Regions from separate parts of the Mus musculus genome. Here region 1 is linked to region 2. Evidence: chromatin contacts called from public promoter capture Hi-C data. All regions are on one chromosome and are shown on one strand. Each heading gives the region's core, a stretch centred on a gene start, on an enhancer-like site or on the middle of the called end of the contact. The rest is flanking DNA. Distances are from core to core; before and after follow the strand shown. Region 1 holds the start of H2ac6 (H2A clustered histone 6). Region 2 holds the start of Btn1a1 (butyrophilin, subfamily 1, member A1).

Region 1 (7,552 bases), core at 4,795-7,294, 220 kb after region 2:
TGAAAAGAAGCTGTCTGCAAGGACTGATTGACTAATTAGAACTGCGGTAATGTGGAGGGTTCAATGTTTTGAATGCAGAGACAGATCACTGCATCTTGGGCTAGCTTTAGCCTTCTACACAGCCACCCCTTGCCTGCTTCTGCATCTGCATTAACATCTTGTGTCGAACAGATAAAAACAGTTTTAATTCTACTAACTTAGCAGGCTACTAGCTTCCATCTATCCAAATGCTAAGAATGCCATTACATAGCATCTTAGCCCTATAGAAGAGCTCCCCCCATCTTGTTGTAGCCATCCCTTTTATGTGCCCACTGATCTATTTTAAGCTTGTCTTACATTATGACTTTCTTTGTTCTCTAAAGCTGCAAAACATCAAGAAAATGCTTACATGTTGGAATGTGGAATTTGGGTTCACCTAAATTTCTGTTGTTAGGTCATGCTCACTCAAATTCAGGTCCAGAATAAACATTTCTCATTCCCCTTAAAGTAAGAGCTGTTGTGTCATGTCATCCCTACATCCACTTTACCCAGAAACAAAATCACCACTACCTCTACCACCTCCACCATCACCACCACCACCACCACCACCACCACCACCACCTCCACAACCACCACCACTACCCTATCCAATCATTTTATTTGTTTTTTTGTTTTTGTTTTTGTTTTTCTTTTTCTTTTAAAAGGTAGTCAGAAAAGGAAGGACAGTGGTGGGTATGGTAAGGGTTTAGCTTTGAGAAGCCTGATAATATGAACTAAAGAGTCTGGAACTCAGTACTCTAGCTTCTTGCAGAAAGATCCTCAACTATCAGCAATGTCTATAAGTTCAAAATCTAACAAATTATAGATTCCTGCATTATTGCCTAACAACTGTTCAAGTACTCACATGGAACAGGGAATAAGAGAAGTCAGACTTTACTGTTGGACAACTCAGCTTTTTTTTTAAATCTCCATGCCATAATCTGATTTTTCTGAATGGCGTAATAGTTCTACTTACTTGCTTCTTCTTTAAAAACAGGATGGATTTATCTATAATAGATTCCAAGTATAAATATAGGTGATGAATGCCTTTAGTAGGTATTCTAATGATGCTAATCCTTCTTATTTTGGTCCAAAGCAGGAACAACATATCAACCAATCAACCACCCCCCCCCCCACAGCTCCCAGGGACTAAACCAGCAACCAAGGAGTACACATGGAGGGACCCATGGCTTCAGCCGCATGTGTAGCAGAGGATAGCCTTGTTGGGCATCAATGGGAGGAGAAGCCCTTGGTCCCGTGAAGGCTTGATGCCCCTGTGTAGGGGAATTTGAGGGCAGAGATGCAGGAATGGGTGGGTGGGTGGGGGTGCACCCCCATAGAAGCAGGGGGAGAGGGGATGGAATAGGAGGGTAAGGGGATACCACTTGAAATATAAAGAAATTATCCAATAAGAAAAAAAAAGGAGAAGCTCTTTTGCTACATATGAACCCTCATTAGTTCCAGTGTGAGGAGAGAATATTCAATTAACTTCCTAATACTCTTTTTATACACATGTGTTATATTACAAAGGAATAAATATGAAGATGAATAACTATAACTTAGGATCATCAGACTATAAACCTCTAAGGAAATAGCCTATACATAACATATATGCATACATATATCTCTCTATATAAAACACTTTATACTATATAACTGAATATATATAATATATAAAATTATATATATTATTCAATATTTATTTTAACAATAGTACTCCAAATGAATGCAATGGAAAACCCCCACAGAAATGAGTTGCAGAGGTAGGAAATAAGGGAAGGATATTACTCTCCAGAGATTATTTGGAAATGTAAAGGGACAGAGCAATTGGTGTTGCTGTTTTAAAGTTTGCTTTTAGTTTTGCTTTGCTTTTGTTCTGGATATGCTGAAAACTCAAATGGTGACTCCTTGTTAGCATTACAACTTAGTAAAACCCTAAGATGAATGTTTCTCTCTGGTGCCCAAGTACCTTCCTCATCTGGAAAGCTAGCATATGTGTGTGTGTGTGGGGGGGGGATTGTAACGGAGTTTGTGCCCCTGGGAAAATATCATAGACTCAGTCCAACTATAATTAAAAGATTTATCGATTAGCTGCTAGCAGGACAAACAGCTACATTTGAGACTGCCATGAAAGAGGGGTGTGGTGAAGGACTTTCTTGCTTTTTTTTTTTTTTAGATTTATTTATTTATTTTATGCATATGAGTACATCACTACTGCTCTCTCCAGACACACCAGAAGAGGGCATTAGATCCCAGTACAGATGTGGTTGCTGGGAATTGAACTCAGCACCTCTGGAAGAGCAGTAGGTGCTCTTAACCACCGAGCCATCTCTCCAGCCCGGGGAAGGACTTTTAAAGGTGAAAAAAATCCTCATGAAATCTTTCAATATTTATTGCAAGCAAGTAAAAACTGTTCTGTTCTGCCAAGTTACGTGATTAAGGCAACTCAAAATAATCTTTGGGTCTCAGAGTAAGCAAGTTACAGAAACAAGCAATCAAGCAAACAAACAAGAAACCATCTAGTCATATCATAACAAGTAGATAGTCATGGCTATTTTTGGGTGGGGGTTACTGGGAACTTATCTTTCAGACACTGGAGTCAGAGACAAATGACTGGAGGGTACCCTGATGGATGCCTAGCACAAAATGGAGCTTCTTTAGCCTTATCAGGGATAACCTTTATCAGTGTGCCCCAGTACAAAGACTTTCCCAGACCATTAAGACAAAATTGCTGAAGTTCTGCTCAAGGCCTGAAAGCCAACTAAAGCTCTAAGATATTTTGTGCTATAGAGAATTCTGTCTAGCAGTAAGCAGGACTCTGAGGTTTAAATAGTGACAATGCATAACAGAAGTTAAAGAACCATACTAGAATATTAGGGATGAGCTGGGACAGAGCTGTGTGGGATGCTGTGCTTGGTAGCCTGTTCTTAGCTGCCCCTAAGAGTCATTAAACAGCATGATCTACTGGAAAAGATGGTTGTATTGGCAGCTTTCATTTAGTGTGTACTGGATGCCTTCCCTGGTAGTACACGGACTCTCTAGAACAAAATGCTTTCCGGCTTGCCCAGTCTGTGATGCATTGAATTCAGCACACTCAGTGCCCCCCTTTTTATTAGATATTTTCTTCATTTACATTTCAAATGCTAGCCTGAAAGTCCCCTATACCCTCCCCCTGCCCTGCACCCCAACCCACCCACTCCTACTTCCTGGCTTTTTTTTTTTTTTTTTTCTTTCCAAGTATCTATTTGTATTCCTAAACTAAGCATTACAATGTAACAAGTTGAGGTCTTGACCTCATGGTCTTGATGAAGATGAAAACAAAAAGGTTAACAGTGTTCATGATGTATCCATTCACCAGCAAATGTTCAAATACCAAGGTTTGTTTTTAGGGACCTGGAGCTACTAGAACACCTCAAGTCTTTCTCTATCTCTCTCTATCTCACCACGGGAAAACAGGTCCTGTAGATCCTGAAAACTATCCTACCACCATGTTAAGTCTCTTTGTTTCTTTTCTTTTCTTTTTTTTTTTTTTTTGGATCCTGAATAAAAGCCATGCTGGCCTCGGCTGAGACTTCAGCTGTTCACATACTGTCAAGTTTTAACACCTGGCCCCCTTTATACAGAGTCTGTGAAACTTTTTTTCCCCTTTAAGTTCTTTACAGAGTTTAGAATGTAATTAAGTAACTTTTTCTTATGTAATCCTCTATATAACAAAGGGTACCCATTATGTAATAATTTTGCACTATTTCAATTTTTCTTCTCATACTCTCTTAGGTGAGGATGGTTATAAAATATCAGTGTTTGAAGTGTATGTTTTCTAATCCCAGGGACTTAGTTAATTTCTTTATTCTGTTTTTCATCAAAACATCTACAATAGCAATAGCACTTGTTTTTGACTGTTGCTTACAAGGATTAGTGAGGAACACATATCTACCCAGCATGCAGTGGTGCCTACCCAGCAGCCATCTGTCTTGATCAGCCTGTGCTCTTCTAATTTCAGGGTACACACTACAGAGTCAGGGTCTTTTCATAGCAAAGTGAACACAGACACAGAAAGATGTTGGGATAGGGGAGCTTAAAGGCATTCCTGAAGGTCTCACACCTGGGAAATTTCCGCTCAAAAGAAAATTGACAAGGAAATGAAAATGATTCCAAAGCTGATATGAAGTAAGTGAGATCCAAGGATCCAGGTTCTCAAACTTGAAGGAATCCCGAGCTGGACTCCTGACCAAACAGTAGTAGCTATGCACAGTGATATCAGACTTCGTAAGCCCAGCTTGCATGTAGTCACAACTATAGTTCCAGCACTTAGAGGGCGGAGGCAAGAGATTTCAGTAGTCCACAGTCATTCTCAGCTGCCCAGCATGTTTGAGGGCAGCCTGAGGTATAATGGACCCAGCATAAACAAACAATGCCATTCTTCTTCAGCAAGGCATGTTGACTCATGCCTGTACTCCTAACATTTGAGAAATGGTGGCAGAAACCTCAGGAGTCCAAGGCCAGTCTTAGTTATGTAGTAAGTACCCAGGCAGCTTGGGTCTCATGAGATCCGTTTCTCCCAAACCCAAACAACTCAGAAAACTCCTTTTTCATTTTCATTTTATTTTTTCTAAGCCCACAGCACCCAATATTCCTACGTGGCCTCCCATCGGAGTGTCAACTAGGCCTGACACTGCTTATCTTCTACAATCAGTCACATTTAGGTGGTATGATCATAGAACTTTTTTTTTTTTTTTCTCCTAGGGGGAGTCAATGTGATTTTTTCCTCAGCCCTTTATCTTCACAGTTTCTGGGCATCCGATCATTTTTCTTTTAGAATAACTGCTGGGGAAGGAGGAAGAAGCTGCCTGGGTTCTCCAGTATCAGTAAGACTGCAAGCACTAATTTCTGGTTAACACACACACACACACACCAATGGGCATGGTTGTGCATTGCCTTTATTCTCAGCCCTCCATAAACAGAGGCAGGCAAATATCTAAGTTCAAGGACAGCCAGGGCTATACAGAGAAACCCTGTCTCTAAAAGCAAGCCAGCCAGCCAGCCGGCCAGCCAAGCCAGCCAAGAACAGATTCGAAATCTGGGAACAACCAAGGAGCTTGCTTTAAAATGTAAAATTTTTGTAAAAATGGATAACGTTGGTAATTCATAAGAACTCCATGACTACCTGCATGTGAGTTAGAATGAGCTGCCATCATCAGAGAAACTCCTGCAGCAGATGAGGACAAACACAGACTCATGGTCGGACATAACGGAGTAGGTGGTAGGCTTATAGTACTAAAAACATACAACCTTCAGCTGGCTTACATTGACAAACATTAGTATTCGGCTTAGACCAGAAGTTCTGAGACCTTTGACTTTAAGCTGCCCAATCTATCAAATTCTAGGGGGTACTACCAATCTTAATAAAGTTTACTCTACAAAAATACTCCCAAGTAATTAAAACTGTTAACAATCAAGACCAGTCGTTACTATCTAGAGCCCACCAGATTAGGGTAGAAATTATCAATAGAGTATCCTGTTCAACTCTTCTTTTGAAAAAGTGGGGGCTCTGAAAAGAGCCTTTGGGTTTGAAGTTTCCGCAGATTCTGTTGCTTATTTCCCCTTGGCCTTGTGGTGGCTCTCGGTCTTCTTGGGCAGCAGCACGGCCTGGATGTTGGGCAGGACGCCGCCCTGCGCGATGGTCACGCGGCCCAGCAGCTTGTTGAGCTCCTCGTCGTTGCGGATGGCCAGCTGCAGGTGGCGCGGGATGATGCGCGTCTTCTTGTTGTCGCGGGCCGCGTTGCCCGCCAGCTCCAGGATCTCGGCCGTCAGGTACTCCAGCACGGCCGCCAGGTAGACCGGGGCGCCGGCGCCCACGCGCTCCGAGTAGTTACCCTTGCGGAGCAGCCGGTGCACGCGGCCCACGGGGAACTGCAGGCCGGCCCGGGAGGAGCGGGTCTTGGCCTTGGCGCGAGCCTTGCCGCCCTGCTTACCACGTCCAGACATAGTAATAGTGCTGTGTAAGTAACAGAACAGTAAAAACAAGTTACCAAGACTGTACAGACGCGGCAGCTTTTATAGTAGGTTCCTGGGTAGTAAACGCTACTACTTGATTGGTTACAAGTGAGCTCATTGATATAGCCAATAGAAAATCTGCTTCTGGAAACTTCATTTGCATAATCCCACCCATGAACCCACTACTTTTTCTTCTTCCAATTAGCTGAGACTGGTTCGAAATCCTTCATTAGCATAAACGCCCTATAAGTAGGAGAAGTCCGTTCCCAGCCCACACTGAGGTTCCTGTGTTTGGAAATCCGAAGATGCCTGAGCCTGCGAAGTCCGCTCCCGCCCCGAAGAAGGGCTCCAAGAAGGCCGTGACCAAGGCCCAGAAGAAGGACGGCAAGAAGCGCAAGCGCAGCCGCAAGGAGAGCTACTCGGTGTACGTGTACAAGGTGCTGAAGCAAGTGCACCCCGACACCGGCATCTCCTCCAAGGCCATGGGCATCATGAACTCGTTCGTGAACGACATCTTCGAGCGCATCGCGGGCGAGGCGTCCCGCCTGGCGCATTACAACAAGCGCTCGACCATCACGTCCCGGGAGATCCAGACGGCCGTGCGCCTGCTGCTGCCCGGGGAGCTGGCCAAGCACGCGGTGTCGGAGGGCACCAAGGCCGTCACCAAGTACACCAGCTCCAAGTGATCCTGCCAAGTAAGCCTCCGTAGCGAATTCCAAAGGCTCTTTTCAGAGCCACCCACTTTCTCAAAGAGAGAGCTGTGGTAGAACAGTGCGTTCAGTTTTACCCAGAAGCAGATGACAGGTGCTTATAAATCTTAAAGGCAGTGGGATACTTTTAGCTTAATTTCAGTCTTGGTTACATTTAGCTACAACCATTTTGTTGGGAGAAAAAAAAAAAGCCTTGCAAACGTCACTTCCGGTGAGGCGGACTTGAGTCCATCAGAACAAAGTTGTAGGACAGGAGTGACAGACTTTGAAGAGGATAATTGTTGCCATTAGGAAGTTTGTCTTTTATAAGTTGTAGGTTTTACTTTGGAAAGAAGTGGCTCCAAGACTGATGTTAAACATGAGGGGTCTGTAACAAAGGACAGGCTTTTCATTTGTAGATTTAATATCAGATTACCGAGCTATCTAGCATGAAATCTTAGACCAGTATCTTGGTAGAGTATTCTAAAATATGACCTGGAATTGTCAAACTTACGGCATTGAAGTTCTGGTAAAAGACGGAACTGAATTGTTCAAATGCAAATGCAAATGTATCACTTTACCGTACTTTGGCCATACTAAATTTTCATAGTCCAAGTGACGTGAAAGTTTAGAGAAATGAGAAGATCCGAAGCAAGCAGTGGGGAGAGGCTGAACTGGAAGGACTTAATGCAAGAAATCCCAAAACGAACGCCGTTGCTGTGTCTGTTGACTTAACAATTCAAAATATAAGGACTTCAGAGTCATTAGCGGAGTTTAGTCCTCTGCTTGTCCAAATGAAAGGCGAATATTTCCATCACCCTAGTTGCCCCCTGAACAAACTTGGCCATAAA
Region 2 (7,299 bases), core at 490-2,989:
CACGATGATTCTCCCCAAAGTGAGAGTCTCCGCGCGGAGTGACGAGGCGACACATCCCGTCTGTACCCACCAGCCACTTTGAGGTATACGGCGGCCTCCTCGAAGTCGTCGTTGTCTTTGAAAAGGCACCGGTACTCCCCCTGGTCTGAGACCCTGACATCTCGGATCAGCAGAGTAGCGCGGCCGTCTAGAAGCCCGGCTGTCGCCAGCGTCGCCCTCCCGCGGTACTCCGTCATCTGCTGGCCCTCCTGCTCCTGGCCATCCCGGTATAGAAGTACCGCTGTCGACCTCGTCTGTCGAAACCACAGCAGCTCCATGTATTCTGAGCTCGCGTTTGGGGAAAAGCCACAGGTCAGCTCGGCATCTGAGCCCACTAGGGCCAACACTGGCTCCTGAGGTGCGGTCACATCGAAGGGAGCTGCTGTAATAAACAAGGTCAGATAGGACGATGGGTTGGGATGGAGGACCTACCGGCCAGTCTCCTTGTAAAGAAAGGAACTCGGGGTGGCTGCTATTTCTTTTCTTCTGTTTATTTTTCAGACTGGATCTCATAAATCCCAAGGTGGCCTCCAGCTCACTATGTAGCCTTGAGCTCCTTGCCCTCAATTCTCAAGTGCGATCATTACAGGGGTGCACCACCACCACACTTAGCGTTCCAATTCCTTTGATTTAAAGGAAAAACAACTAGGCGCTCCCTACGTAACCCTGGATGCTCTGGCTATCTCTATGTAGACCAGGCAGGTTTTGACCTCAGAAAAATCTGCCTGGGCCCACCTGGTGCTGCAATTGCAGGTGTGTATTACCTCCCGCAGTGGGTTTCCTTTGAACTCACTGGATTGTGGTGAAGGTCCCCCCACCAGGAGCCAAACCGGGTCAGAGGTATTTATTTATAGGGACCTTCCAACTTTGCGAGAAAGAGAAGGCTAGAACAGAAACTTACCCGAATCCAGCGTGGGCAGCTGTAGGACAGTGAGGGTGAGCAGACAGACCAGGAGGCAGGAGTTGGTGGGAACTGCCATCTCTGAGCTAACTGGGGCAATGAAGCCCGCCAAGAGCTTCAGGCTGGGAGAGAAACAGTCAGGAGGTAACTATGGGTTCCGCAAGCGCCCTGTTCTCCACCAGTTTCTTCCAACCTGGAGGGCTCTGTATTTCCCCTACAGGGTCATTTTCAGTCCATTTTACAACAGCGCCTGCCCCATACCCTTCCTCTGTACGTCTGGTCCTCCAGCCCTCGACTGCCTCCAGAATGGAGCCGCGAGGCACAGTTGTAGATAATGAAGAAATCTCCTCATTTACAATAACAATAAAACAATAAAGTAAAATCGAATCGAGTGGGATACTTTGTTATTCGTGTTTAGAAGTGATAATGAAGATAAAGCCACGGAGGTAGAAATGGAGAACATGAAATGAAACGAAGGAGGAGAGAAAGACAAGGTGTGTTTCTCAACTGTAAGCCCAGCAGCTCTCAGGAGGGTGATCTCTGGGAGTTACACCGTGAGGTACATACAGTCTTGACAAAGTCTGAGAGAGAGGGGAGAGGCAGAGCTGAAGAGCTTGAGGAACAGAAAGCCTAGTACAGAGAAGAGACAAAGAGAGCTGAGCTGAGAGTGAAGCACCTACCGATTTCGACAGACCCAGAGGAAAAGGGAGCCAGAGCCACAGTGATCAAGTGAAAAGGGCTGCTTGTCACCCCGGGGCCAAAGAGAGAGCTCTTCAGAAGGAAGAAGGCTGTGTGCTGTTAGAGAAGCCTGCCCACAGGTGGCCAAGTGTATTTATTCGGGGTGGGGGGAGGAGCAGCCTTTTAAACATGTGGACTACAGATTAGTGGTCAGGTAGTTTGGGTTCATCCTCCTCCCCTAAGAGAACGATATATGCATTAAAGAGCTGTACCGAATATAGGGAATGGGGACAAAAAGAAAGAAGACTTGAGCAACTGAAATGAGTCATGAGGCCATCAGCCTGTGAATTTAACTCTGTGGCTTCAGTTCTTTTAACCCAAGTTCATGGGGGGGGAGGGGGGGGCGCAGGCGGGGGTCATTGTAAGTTTAAGGCCAGTCTGGGCTTCATAGCAAGATCCAGACTTGCAAGAGCTACATATGGAGAACAAAACAAAAGAGAGTGGGGTGTTTGTTACTTTTAAGAAAAAGACTAATGTTACTAATACCTTGTTTGAATTATGCCAAGTTGGAAAAGTATTAGACACAAACAGTATTGGAAACAAAACAGGCAAGAGAATAGGAGCCCAGAAAGTAAATTACTTTGTCATTACATCTGTGAATAGCTAAAGAGTGAGTCCACAATGGCTGCAGCTCTCCCTCCCTGATCTTTTCCATGAGACACCTTCAGGAATGTGGGTGTGGGTGGCAGGAGTCCACTGGATGTCCACCTTCAAGGTATAACTGCACAAGGACCTGGCGCTTCACCCTGCCATCAGTCATGAGATCAGCAATTTCTTATTTGGTTTTGAATTTTCATTTATTACTGAAAAAATGCAAAGATAAAGAAAAAAAACAGTTTTATCAATGATTGTTTCTATGCTGTACATAAATATAAAATAAAATTTAAGAACAATATATATCAGTTCATAGTGATAAGTTCATAGTAAGTTTTCCTGCATAGTTCATAGCATAGCTAATACGCATATATTTGCGAAGATTATGAGATTTCTAGTTCTTTTTCTAGTATAAAGACTGCACTTCGGGGGGAGGGTATGGAGGACTTTTGGGATAGCATTGGAAATGTAAATGAGGAAATTACCTAATTAAAAAAAAAAAAAAAAAGAATGCACTTGGCATTTGGTAGAAGGTCCATCTAGCATTCATGAAGCCCTGAGTTAGATCCCAGCACTGCTTAAAATCAGGCATAGTGGCTCCTCTAAGCTACTTGTGACTTTGCTAGGCACTATACATGGTATCCTTCGATAGCTCAGTTGGTAGAGCGGAGGACTGTAGGAGTATTCGACCTGGAAATCCTTAGGTCGCTGGTTCGAATCCGGCTCGAAGGAGGTCTGTTTTTGTAACTCAGATAGATCGATCTACCATGTCTGTTTGTTTTACTAGCCTGTAGCAAACAGTAAGGGCAAGATAAACTTTTTTTTTTTAAACGCACAGTAAAACAGACATGCTAACACATGCTTCTATTCCTAGCATTCGGGAGGCAGAGGTAGGAAGAGTTTGAGGCCAGCCTGATCTACAGATCAAGTTCCTGGACAACTAGAGCAATGCAGTGAGAGCCTGCCTGGGAAAAAAAAAAAAAAAGGAAGAAACAAGAAAGAAAAGGAGGAAGAGGAGGAGGGAGGAAGAAGAAGAAAATAGAAAAAAGATATGCATTTTTATTTGTAGCTCTTTGTTTCTAACTATGATAACTACCCGATATGCTGTTTGATCCAGTTCCATGAATAAAGCCATTGACTCAAAGGGCATAAATATATATGTTATCAGTGACCTTCCCTACAATATTAAAAAGATCATAGCATCCTAAAGAGTGTCCTTCAGGCCTGCAAGCAACAAGAGGTATTATCTTACATGCTTATATGAAAATTAGTGAAATTTAGTATCATCATTATCACCTTTGTGGTGTAACAAGGCTGGGCATTTCTCTTGGATTAGCTGACCACTCGGTAAAATCTAGACTGGAGTCCTCCAGACCAGTCGCTGTCTATTTTGAGGTCTGGTCTTCTTTCTGTGTGGACTTTTTAAAAATTAAAGTTAATAATTGTATTATATTTGAAGTCTGAGGAGATGGCTTAGAAGTTAAGAGCGCTGGCTGCTTTTGCAGAGGGCCCGGGCTCAGCTCCCAGCTCCCACATGGTCCGTAATTAAAATTCCAGGGGCCTCCCAGGTATCCACACACACATGACAGACTAACATGCATCCACATAAATGAAAAATAAATTAAAAACAAATTTTAAAGTAAGTGCTTTATATTTTTGACAACATTTCTTCTCAATTTTATTTAATTTTTAAAAATTACTATGATTAAGAACAAAGCTAGCTACTCTCGTTGGCCTGATTGGCTGCTAGGTTGTGTGCTGTTCCCAAGCACAAATCTGATTTTATTACTTCTTTGCTTAATATTTTCTGCATGCTGAGGACTGGCATGAGGACTGAGAATGTAACAATCCCTGTGTATCTGAATGCTATCCAGAAATGCCACACTCATCTCCTTCATACCTACAGGAAATGCATATTATCAAGATAGCAGTTTCAGAACTTTACTCCGAACTCTTGCCTCATCAGTTGTGGGCAATTTGTATTTTAAAATGACGTATACAATACATTTAAATGTTCCATCCTAGCTTATTTGAGTGAAGAACAAAAATATTAACAGTTGGGTTGAAGAGATGTTTCAGCAGTTAAGAACATGGACTGCTCTTGTAGAGAACCTATGTCAAGTGGTTCATGGCCACCTGGGATGCCAGCTCCCAGGGGTCCGACACTCTTTGGACTGCTGGAGCATTTGCCCTTGTGTGCACAAACCCACAATTGAGCACACACACAGACACACAAATGAAAAATAAGAAAAATAAGGCCGTGGTGGTGCACCCCTTTAATCCCAGCACTTGGGAGGCAGAGGCAGGCGGATTTCTGAGTTCAAGGCCAGCCTGGTCTACAGAGTGAGTTCCAGGACAGCCAGGGATACACAGAGAAACCCTATCTCGAAAAACCAAATACTGCTACTAATACTAACACTACTAATAATAAATCTTTAAATATATTACTGATTACTGAATAATTAAGATGGGCTTTTGTCATCACTTGGGACTTGGAACCACACTGACGTCAGAACCCTTAGGCTCTAGGAAGACATGTAATTAAGATGACTATTTGTAACAGACAGGAGGCTGATGCAGGAGCATTGCTCTGAGTTTGTGTGTGTGTGTGTTGGGGGTGGGGGGAGGGTTCCTGGCCTACAAAACAAGACACAGACCAGCTAGGCTACACAGGGACACTGTGTCTCAAAATAAAAACAGGAGAAAGACAGCTGGAAGGGAGGGAGGGACAAGCACTGTGGTAGTCCTGGGCATGTTCAACCTGTGACCCACAGCCGCATGTAACACATCTCTCCAGGGTGACTCTGAATGAGACTCAACACAGACTCATTCACAGATCATGTTGTGTTTGTTTTTTTTTTTTTCTTTTCCTTCCTCCAATGTGTTCTTTGTAGATGACAAAGATGTTTCCATGGTAACAGATTGAAGAAAAGGAAAAGCCTTTCTCTTTCCTCTTCCTGCACTGTCCCACTAGCAGGCCAAACTCGGAATTGGTGTGGTTACTCAAAGCACCTCCTCCAGATAATGGTGCTCATCGTCTCTCCCAGAACATTCTGCCCCGTCTTGTCTGCATGGTTAATTCCCCTCCCTCTCTCAAAAGTCACCTGAGGGTGGTAACTTCCATAGCTTCTTTCAAAAGCAAACAAGTATAACTGTACTTTTGTAGGAGGGTGGAGAACTGTATCTTATTGCCCAGGGTGGCACCAAGAACACTATACAGCTGAAGATATCACTGCAATTATCCTCCTGCCTCCACCTCCCAAGGCTGGGATTATAGGTAGGTGAAGCCAAGATGGCTGCTCATTACTTTTTTTTTTTTTAATTTTATTTGTTTATTTATTTTGAGGCAAGGTACCCCAGGCTTGCCTGAAACTTACTATATAGTCTAGAATGGTCTTGAAGCCATGGTGATCCTCCTGCCTCAGTCTCTTGAATACTGAAATTAATGTCATGAGCCACTGTGGTAGTCTATGTAAAACTGCTTTATCTGTTACTTGTCTACACGTTTCTGAACACAATAACTCATTTATGCTTTTATTTCTCTATATAACCATTTATATTTTGGATGCATTTTACTCTCTGTCTCTCTCTGTCTCTGTCTCTGTCTCTGTCTCTCTGTGTGTGTGTGTGTGTGTGTGTGTGTGTGTGTGTGTGTGTCTTATTCTTGATCAGAATCCTCAGGTGATGAGGCAGCTGTCAGCTTTGCAACAATTCTGGCCAAATGAGCCAAGAGGAAGTGCCGCAGTGGGTAAGGGTCATGCCAGTTCCAGTCCCATGCTCTTAGCTGGTTTGCTGTTGGACTTCATGGTCAGCTGCTTTTCAAGGGGATCACACACAGTTAACATGCACCTATGATGTTCTGACAGTACAATTCTGAAATTATGCCCTTATTTACCAACCCATTCATAGGTAGGTAGTATGATGGAATTTGTGTATTTGAAGAGGGCATGGAAAGGAAGCCACAGGAGATGGTCTGGAGAAGAAGATGAAAGGGTTGCCAGCAGATGTAACAGGAGCCAATAAACTGAGGTTCGCTTCAGCAAGGTAGACAGAGAATTCAGGGAAAGGATTAAACTCGAGGCCTTCCCTGAGCTCTGCCCCTGCAGCCTCTGTGTTACCTCTGATTATTGCTCATTCTGGTTCTTTCATCGTCCTGTGGCTTTACTGTACACCTGGCCAAAGCGGGGCTGCCTTTCCGTCTGGATGACAGGCTGTGGGCTGGTGTGAATAATGTTGGATTCTGACATCTCAGCAGCAGCCTATATGTCTGTTATTAGGCTGAGTATGGTGGTGTACACTCGTGACCCAGCACCAGGGTCATGGAAGCAGCAGTTCATGGGTATTTAGGGCTTTCAGTCAGTCTGGGGTACACAGGTCCTGCCTCATTTTAAAACTGGCCTGCTCTCACCCATTTTCCTCTTACCACCTCTGTCACTCGGTGATGTCTCCATTTGTCTTCACCAAAACCAGACCTTAACACAATGATGTGGATGGCAGTAATTTACTGGGGAATGACCTCAGGAAGCACAGTGAGGAAGTGAAGAAGGGAACCGGGAAGAATTAACAAAGGCGCACGCCTTTAATCCCAGCACTCAGGAGGCAGAGGCAGGCAGATTTCTGAGTTCAAGGCCAGCCTGGTCTACAGAGTGAGTTCCAGGACAGCCAGGGCTATACATACAGGGTGTCTCGGGGGAAAAAAAAACAAAGAATTAACAAAGGGCAAGTTTACTAGGCTGCTGCTGTGAGGTCAGCTTTGCTCACTATGTTACTCTGGCTGGGTCTTGAGCTCCTCCAGCTGCCTCTGCTAATCCTCCCTCCCTTACTGTCAGAGAACTGCAGTGCCTCCTAGTATGCTAGGGTGGGAGAAATGGGTCAGCTAATGTAATTGACTTCCAAGAGACAGTTTGTGCCCTAAGCTTCAAAACGACAATTACCCTCTTTCCTCTCCATCCTTTTCTCCAAATTTCTGTTTTTAATCTTTATTTTTCTTTTTAATTATCATGCATCCTGAGGCTGAGAGATTGTGG

The links. Capture Hi-C pulls out chosen DNA fragments and counts their contacts.
Region 1: a contact with region 2 is called in a promoter capture Hi-C map of adipose tissue, with 2.9 times the contacts expected there. The contact joins the promoter of H2ac6 here to the promoter of Btn1a1 in region 2. A contact is called at or near these places in 3 of 39 promoter capture datasets (hippocampal neurons, liver and pre-B cells), 1 of 115 datasets of contacts at active chromatin or transcription factors (memory CD8 T cells) and 2 of 9 other capture datasets (adipose tissue and liver).

Annotation. Positions count from the first base shown.
Region 1 is chr13:23,677,915-23,685,466 of GRCm38.p6, forward strand. It overlaps H2ac6 (H2A clustered histone 6), which reads right to left and starts at 6,045. Exons shown (of 1, transcript NM_178189.5): 1 at 5,559-6,045. The coding sequence starts at 6,003. The coding sequence ends at 5,611. H2bc4 (H2B clustered histone 4) reads left to right here and starts at 6,285. Exons shown (of 2, transcript NM_023422.3): 1 at 6,285-6,707. The coding sequence starts at 6,318. The coding sequence ends at 6,698.
Region 2 is chr13:23,464,162-23,471,460 of GRCm38.p6, forward strand. Btn1a1 (butyrophilin, subfamily 1, member A1) reads right to left here and starts at 1,740. Exons shown (of 8, transcript NM_013483.3): 1 at 1,621-1,740; 2 at 941-1,062; 3 at 71-421. The coding sequence starts at 1,019. Gm52036 (a long non-coding RNA gene) reads left to right here and starts at 263. Exons shown (of 2, transcript XR_003950563.1): 1 at 263-435; 2 at 541-1,327. n-TYgta8 (a tRNA gene) reads left to right here and starts at 2,915; the gene lies at 2,915-3,004.